2 separate regions of the Hordeum vulgare genome follow, and region 1 is linked to region 2. A link is a contact called in public Hi-C data. All regions are on one chromosome and are shown on one strand. Each heading gives the region's core, a stretch centred on a gene start, on an enhancer-like site or on the middle of the called end of the contact. The rest is flanking DNA. Distances are from core to core; before and after follow the strand shown. Region 1 has its middle 170 kb from the start of LOC123426430. Region 2 holds the start of LOC123426430 (phototropin-2-like).

Region 1 (4,037 bases), core at 1,010-3,509, 170 kb before region 2:
GTGATAGATAGATAATATAAATGTAAAATAAATATAAAGTAAAATTATAGAATATAAATAACAGAAATGTTTTTACTGTTTTGAAATTTGATTTGTAGAGACCCGGGTACATAGTATTCGCTAGAGGCTTCTCTCTCGTATAAAGCTTACGGTGGGTAAACAAATTACTGTTGGGCAATTGATAGAAAAGTAGATAGTCATGCAATATTTATTCATGGCAATGATAATTACATATAGGCATCACATCCATATGCAAGTAGACCGACTCCTGCGTGCATCTACTACTAATACTTTGCTCATCGACCGCTATCCAACATGCATTTTGATTATTAAGTAAAACAGAGTAACTCCTTAAGCAAGATGACATGATGCACACAAAGTAAAAAACAACTAATATGAATACACCCCATTGTTTTATCCTTAATGGCAGCAATACAAATACGTGGCATGTCCCTCTCTGTCAGTGGGATTGAGCACCTCAAGATTGAACCCATTACAATGAACCACTCTCGTTGAAGAAAAATCAAACTAGTTGGCAAAACCAACCCGAGATCGGAGAGAAATACAAAACTATCATAATCATGCATATATAAAAGATTAGCAAAGACTCAATATACTTTCATGAATAATTTGAACATAAACTTGTAATTCATCGAATACCAACAAACGCACCGCACAAGAGTGATGACATAAGATAGATCACTAGGGAATCGTGGTGATCTTGGCAATGAAAATCATATAGAGAAAGAGAGATAGACATCTAGGTACTATCTACGGACACGTAGGTCTGTGGTAAACTACTCACACATCATCATGGGAGCAGCAAGATTAATGTAGATGCCCTCCGTGATTGATCCCCCTCCGACAGGACACTGCAACAGGGCTACAGATGGGAACATGGCAGAACTGAAGTTTGTGGCAGCGAAAAAAGTGTGTCGGGAGGCTCTCTAGGGGTTTTCCCCAAATAAGTGAATTTGTATAAAAGAGATCAGGGCCAGAGGCCGTGGGAAGTTGCCCCAGGCCATATGGGCGCGACCGCCACCCTTGGGCGCACCCTGTTGGCTTGGCCCAATCTCGTGTGGCCTCCGTTCTACCTCCAAAGCTTCTCGGTCTTACTGTTTTCTAGAAAAATCATCAAAAAGTTTTAGGGCATTTGGACTTCGTTTGGCATAGTATTCTTGAAAGGACAAAAACATGCAGAAAACAACAAGTGGCACTAGGCACTGGGTTAATAGGTTAGTGCTCAATAATGATATAAAAAATCATATAAATTCTTATAAAACATCCAAGATTGATAATATAATATCATGGAACAGTCAAAAATTATAGATACGTAGGAGACGTATCATTCATATACACGAGCATTATACGACCGGTTGCATCACAAAATTATGTCATGTGACAACGTAGGTGTGACGGAAATTGGAGCTATTTTGATATATAAGACTATAAGGTGGGCTGACCCATTTCATCTAACGGGTCACCCGGTGCCGGCTTTGTTGATCCAAATCTCATTTGAGACCAACACACAAACCCATTGGACTCAAGTTTTTGGATCGGATCAGCAACTCGATGGGCCGACTCGGTTGATTCCCATCCTGACTTTTGGCCTCTTTGTTCCTTCTTTGCGAGTTCTCATCACACAATTGTTAAATAGTTAACTAGATGATGGTGGTGCCATATGTTATGAGCATCAGTACGAGTGGGTGACTCTCATACCGCATGTCGTCTTATCCTCTAGGAGGATCTGCATGCCTGGTTTTCTTCCAACATGATCTTCTCTGAATGATAGATTATTATGGTGTTAAGTAGCATCATTTTCACTTACAAATATTGTATTATATTCAATGCTCAAAATCACCTTCTCTTTTTAAAACTTGGCCTGCGCGAACACGTATTTTTTCGAAGTTCTTGCGGTTGTCATGGAAAATAAAGGGTAAAAAGTGATGCAAGAATTCTAAAATTCCTAGTAGTATGAGATAAGGCCAACTCCAACGTGTTGACCCATTTGATTCGCTAATGTACGGATAGAAATGTTGGCCCAACACGTAAATGCATCCCCAATTTATGTCCCATGACGTCCGTCCAAACGCATTTCCAACTCAAATTGGCTCCAATTTGTGTTCATGCGAATAGGAGATGGACGCCAGCTTGTCCGCTCAGCTTACGCATGGCACCGCACTTTGACCATCCACCTACCACCACTCGTCATATTAAATGGACACGAGCGCGTTTGGACCCACACGCCAGCCTCAACGCATGAGCAGCAAGCACGACCATGAGGCGTCATCCTCGTCGGGAGTGCGAGCGGCTAGCTTCACTATCATCATGTCACCGCCACACGCCAGCCTCAGCGCACGAGCGTCCGACTATACCTACATGTACATAGATGACACTACCACTAGAAGCACCGCATCCCGGCGCTATGGCCGAATAGGAATTTACCCCCCGACTGTCACCTAAACCCCGATAGGCTGCTGATGCCTGCGGTGCCATAGTCGGCCTGCAAGCGAATGGAGGAGATCTGCCACTGTCGTGTTGGCCTAGATCAGGAGCTGCGTGCCTGCCCCGACTATGCGATGGACTTCCCGTACTGGGATGTGTGGTTCGCTAGCGAACAAGAGGCATACCAGCGTCAAGGCATGGGTTCACCCTTTTCACCGGTTGGGCCACCACCGTCGGTGCTGGTGAAGAAGGAGGAGCAAGACACCTACCTGGATGGCCTTGAGGAGGCCAACCAATGGTAGTACGAGTAGTATGCGCTCCAAGGGGAAGCATGGTGGTATGTCCTCACACATGTGTTGGCCGAAAGCACGACCAGCATGGAGACCAATGCGCCGCCGCCACCAACACCCACGCCGGGCGTGAAGGCCTACACGCGGCCGCCACCACCATCCGTATGCAAGGAACCAACATGGGTGACCACGTAATAGTGGACGACCAAAGTGTCGATGTACCTGTCGCATGGTGTAACGCTTCAAGAGTGTAACTTGTCTTATTTGGAACCTTGTGTATGTGGATCCATCTTCACTAGTGGAGAAAGGGGTATTAGAACCGGTTGGTAAGGGCCTTTGGACCCGGATACACATCCGGTGCTACGTATCCGGGACTAAAGCCCCCCCCCCCCCCCCCCTTTAGCACCGGTCTCTTACAAACCGGTGCTAGAGGCCTCCACGTGGGCGCCGAAGAGTGCGCGCAGGCGGAGGACCTTTAGAACCGGTTGGTAACACCAACCGGTCCTAATGGTTTTTTTTCTTTTTTTTCCCTTTTCTTTTCAGGGTTTCCGATTCCGTATTTCGGTGTTTCCGTGTTCCGTATTTTAAGGGTTTTCGTTTACCTGTTTCCGGTTTCGTATTTCCGTTTACGTCTTTCCGATTCCGTGTTTCCGATTCCATGTGTCCGTGTTCCGTTTTTTACGAACACGGAAACGGAAACACGTAATCGGAAACACGTATCCGGAAACACCGATTCCGTGTTTGCGGTTAAGTGTTTCCGATTCCGTGTTTGCGGTTAAATGTTGATGCACCAAATAAAAGTACATATTTACATGTAACACGAAGTACTGGACCGATTATCATTACATAATTTGAAGTTCGTTTCCTATAGCTGTATACTTGCATAGAGAAGGGAGCTGGCTATTGGTTCATAGGATGGAAAAATTCTCCGCCTTCATCTATGACTTGCGTGAGGAGAAATCCTGCCAATTCCTCTGCAACTGCCTTGCAACGTTGGATTGGTCTGAGCATCGCCCGCTTTCGTTGCAGCTTTAAAAGAAGTAGATGAAAACAATTAAGTTATGAACAAAACTAAACATAATTGATGGCAACATAAATAAAGTTGTGAAGATCCGGTTACGTACCTCTAGATTTCTGAAAGTACGGGATTTCTCATTGATAATCCTGTGAATGTACTCGCAAACGTAGTATCCACAATAATCAGTGCCCTGTGGTTGTTGCGGGACGCCCTATATACGAGAACATAATTCAGTCAAATTAATAATAATCAAGAGAATGGTAATGGTATTGAAACCAGGGCAC
Region 2 (4,209 bases), core at 441-2,940:
GCAGACCTTCTCACCACACCCCAGAAACCTCCTTGCCGTGTGCATCCCTTCAAATGCAACAAATCTCTCTGTTGGCTTGCTGTGTTCACACAACACATTCGCATCTACGTCAGTCCCGTTGAAATTTGGATCGTGCATGGTAGGAGGAAGTCGCGGGAGGCAAACAAAAGCAAACCAAGCTTCAGATCGAGCTATTTCACAAAATCCCCAATTCGCAAACCCTAACCCTAGCTCTGGCTATACGCAAGTGACCTTGATGATGCTGTCGCAGGAGGAGCACATGTTCAGGGTCGAATCCTCATTGGTCTCGTCGTCATTCCACAAAACCATGGCAGGGCGGAGAAGCGGTCGGCGTCCGACGGATGGAGCGACAGCGGAAGAGAAGAACAAAGAGAGGGTGACGAGCGATGGACTGAGGACAAAGAGCGACTGAGTCTCGATTGGGTTCAGTTTTGACCGAGCCAGCGTGTCGACGGAGCTAGCGGCAACGTTCGACGGCATTAGTGCCTCTCCGTGATGCCACGTCACCAGAAATGGGCCCTACATGTCATAATTGTGCTTAAAACGCTCCAACAGACGGGTCAGTGTTTTTTGCAAAAAAAAATTAGGCACACTTCATGTGTTTTCTGCAACGAATGTGTATATGAGTGTTTTCTGCAATCCTACGCTTCAATGTGGTGGTTTTTTGCAATTAACTCAACATATATCAACATCAATACCAAAGTTTGAGATTGCGCTAATCGGATCTGCCAACCGGTAGTACTAGAGGTATACTTGGCCATGGGCAACCCAGGACGGCCCGACCCGACCCGACCCAAAAATTTCGGGCCGGGTCGGGCCTATACTTGCCATCATGCCGGGCTCACGCGTGGAATTTGAGCCCAATGAACGGACCGGGCCGGGCTCGGGCTTGAGGAATGTTATTTTTAAGCCATTGGCCGGGCCAGACCGATTGGGCCCAGTCGGGCTTTTTCTTGTTCGGACCGGGCTTGGGTCCAATATTTTTGCCCGATGGTCGGGCCGGGCCGGGCTCGGCCCTGGAATTTTAGCATCGGTTTTTTTTGGTCCGGCCCGAAGTAGCCCACGTATAACTAGAGGTGATAATCGGCAAAAGATCTGCAAGTGTTAGAGGACATCTATCTCATTCAGTTTTCTTTTTCATAGATCAGTGCACCCGTTTTGTCTCTCTTCTCCTAATAACCACGCTGAGCGGGCGCCGGGCGGTCCATAAGAAAAGCTTAGCGGATGTCTTATCAACAAACCCCAAGCGCAACCCAGCCATCTGCAATCATCATAGGTTTGTAAAAACGCGGGCGCAAAACCGTACCCTTCCTTGTTAAATCTCTATGTATCTAGTGCTAAAAAGGAAGATCTGAGAAGGCACAAGCTGAGAAGGCGCAATTTGTAACGTCGTGTCGTCCCATGGTATTTGTACCCGATTGTTCCTAGCTATCCACAGCAGCCGGCCACCCTGGTCTCGCCCGTCGCCGTCCGGGAACAAGAACAAGCTCGCGACAGCGACGCTCAGGCGGACCTCCCCGGCAGACCGTCATCCACTGGATCCCCTCGCGCGCTCCCGTGGCCGCACACCCGCCCCGAAAAAATCTCCCCGTCGCCGTCGCCACCACCCCCGCGCCCCACCCCGGGGCAAAACGCGTCCGCACGATGCCTCGCCCGCTCGCTCGCTGGCGACGACGCCTCCCCGTGTCGCACCGGCCGGGTTCCGTACGTGCCTCCATCGCTGGCCACAAAACGCGAGCGCCAGGGGGCGAGGCGACGTCCGTGAGTCGACCACGGGCAGGATTGCATTATCCTCTCCCTTGCGCCATTCTTTTCCGCTGCCGCTCTGCTTTCGGGGGAGCACCTGATTCTGCACGGACTAGATAGATTGGTCGTCTCGTCTGTATAGCTACCATCCAGCTGCTCTGCCATTGGAAGCTGCCGCACCTCAAGGTTGGGTTGATCCTCCTCTGCTTTTTGCTCTTTTTGGTTGGGCTGTGCACTTGTGTCCTTTGATTCGTCTTGCTGCTTTCCTTTTATGTGCTTGCCGTCTCTGTATTCCGTGCTGGAGCTGTACGTACCAGCGGTATTTCATTGGTCTGCTTTGGATAATGGAACAGTGAGGGTAGGTTCACACTCTACTGTGCTATATCTATCAGGTTCGGTACGTTGGAAGTAGTTCTTGGCATATCCCCACCCAAAACTCGGTTGTGTTTTTTCTTTAAAATATACATATCCAGTTCCCCTGTTCGATTTGTTCGGAGCCCTTCTTTTTTTCCGGTAAGTTCGGAGCCCTTGATTGGTCACTATACTACAGTAGGAAGTTGTTGCTCAATTTTTCACCTGCTCGTGTTCACGGCCTCAAATGTATTGGATGAAGTTCTCTTCATTCTCCCCAATTCACGGACACGGTTTGCTGAATGAATTTTACGACAAGATGATAGCAACACTGCCTGCGACTGCGAGATGCCTGAATTATGTGTTGCTTCCTCTTCTTGGATGCAGAAATTCAGCAGATGGTTGGCCGACCATAGTTGCACCGCTCATCAAATCAGTCGCGACAGCTAGCACGTGACGTAACCCATGGCGGGCGCTGGCAGCTCGAAAGATGTGGCCGACTCAGTGGAGAAGTGGATGGCGTTCCCGTCCGGGTCCGGGTCCGGCGAGGAGGCCAGCTTCACCCTCCCGACGCCGCCGTCGCTGTCCAGCGGCAAGGAGATCGTGGAGGAGCCGGGCGGTTCAGGCAGCGGCAGCAAGCAGCAGGGGTGGTGGCCCAAGCCGGAGCAGCGTGGCCGCAGCAGCAGCGGCACCGGCATGGGCAGCGCCAAGCCTTCCATGGAGGGGCGCGGGTCGTCCGACGCGCTGCCGCGGGTGTCGCAGGAGCTCAAGGACGCGCTGTCCAACCTGCAGCAGACGTTCGTCGTCTCGGACGCCACCCGCCCCGACATCCCCATCATCTACGCCAGCGCCGGCTTCTACACCATGACCGGGTACTCCGCCAAGGAGATCATCGGACGCAACTGGTACGTGCTGTGCTCCGCCATCCATCGTCGCCGGTTTCTTGGTCAGTGCGGTGCGATGCATGCTTTGATAGAGCTCTGCTTTTGTGCAGCCGGTTTCTTCAGGGTCCGGAGACGGACCAGAACGAGGTGGCCAAAATCAGGGACGCCGTGAAGGCCGGCAAGAGCTTCTGCGGCCGGCTGCTCAACTACCGCAAGGACGGCACGCCGTTCTGGAATCTCCTCACCGTCACCCCCATCCGCGACGACAACGGCAAGGTCATCAAGTTCATCGGGTACGTACGCGCGCTCACCTTCACCTTATATATACTTGTCCAATGCACATCAAGACAGACATGTCGTTGCTCGTGCGTGCTGCGCTCTTATTTGTGATGGATTGGATGGACGCGCAGGATGCAGGTGGAGGTGAGCAAGTACACGGAAGGGCTGAGCGACAAGCGCATGCGGCCGAACGAGCTGCCTGTGTCGCTCATCCGCTACGACGGTGAGCCACTCTGCCTGCCTTGTGCCTTGGCCGTCCGTCGTCAGCAGGTCGCTCTCGAATCTCGCTCGATTCGGTCGGCGCTGAAACTGATGATTCTCTGCAGATCGGCAGAAGGAGAAGGCCATGTCGTCCATGACGGAGGTCGTGCAGACAGTGAAGCACCGGCGCGCCGACTCGCCGGAGCGGGAGCCGCCCAAGGCCAGCGACGCGGACAAGATGATGAGCTCGCCGCTCGTGGCTCCGGCCACCCCGACCGGCGGCGGCTACAAGTCGCCCTACTGGGACCTGAAGAAGGAGGAGTCGCGGATGAGCAAGATGATGAGCGGGCGCAAGTCCGGCCGCTCCTCCCTCATGGGGTCAGTCACCTGACCCTGACCCTGACCTGATCGCCACACAGCTGCTGTACAGTACAGTGTACACTGAATGGATTTGAACCTGGTCCTCACAATTGCAGAGGTTGTATATATGTGCATGCAGGTTCAAGGTGGGGAAGAGGAGCTCCGTGGGGAGCAGGGAGCCGGCGGTGGTAGAGGCTCCCGAGTTGAAGATGACGGTGGAGCGCACAAACAGCTGGGAGCGCGCGGAGAGGGAGAAGGACATCAGGCAGGGGCTGGACCTGGCCACCACGCTCGAGCGTATCGAGAAGAACTTCGTCATCACTGACCCGAGGCTCCCAGACAACCCAATTGTGAGCACCCCTGCCTC

What was found. Hi-C and Micro-C count contacts between places; a contact is called where the count stands out from the background.
Region 1: a Hi-C map of leaf shows a contact between it and region 2, with 10 times the contacts expected there. The contact joins the enhancer-like site here to the promoter of LOC123426430 in region 2. A contact is called at or near these places in 2 of 6 Hi-C or Micro-C datasets (leaf and seedling).

Annotation. Positions count from the first base shown.
Region 1 is chr2H:405,079,828-405,083,864 of MorexV3_pseudomolecules_assembly, reverse strand. No RefSeq gene overlaps it. Among protein-coding and RNA genes, the nearest start is that of LOC123426430, 170 kb to the right of the region's middle. Within about 2 kb of position 2,259, at least 3 of the 3 cell types and tissues checked have open chromatin away from gene starts, as enhancers often do. A contact at or near this core is called in leaf and seedling, where this site is marked.
Region 2 is chr2H:404,911,069-404,915,277 of MorexV3_pseudomolecules_assembly, reverse strand. LOC123426430 (phototropin-2-like) reads left to right here and starts at 1,690. Exons shown (of 24, transcript XM_045110268.1): 1 at 1,690-1,953; 2 at 2,506-3,023; 3 at 3,113-3,295; 4 at 3,413-3,504; 5 at 3,608-3,860; 6 at 3,982-4,192. The coding sequence starts at 2,584.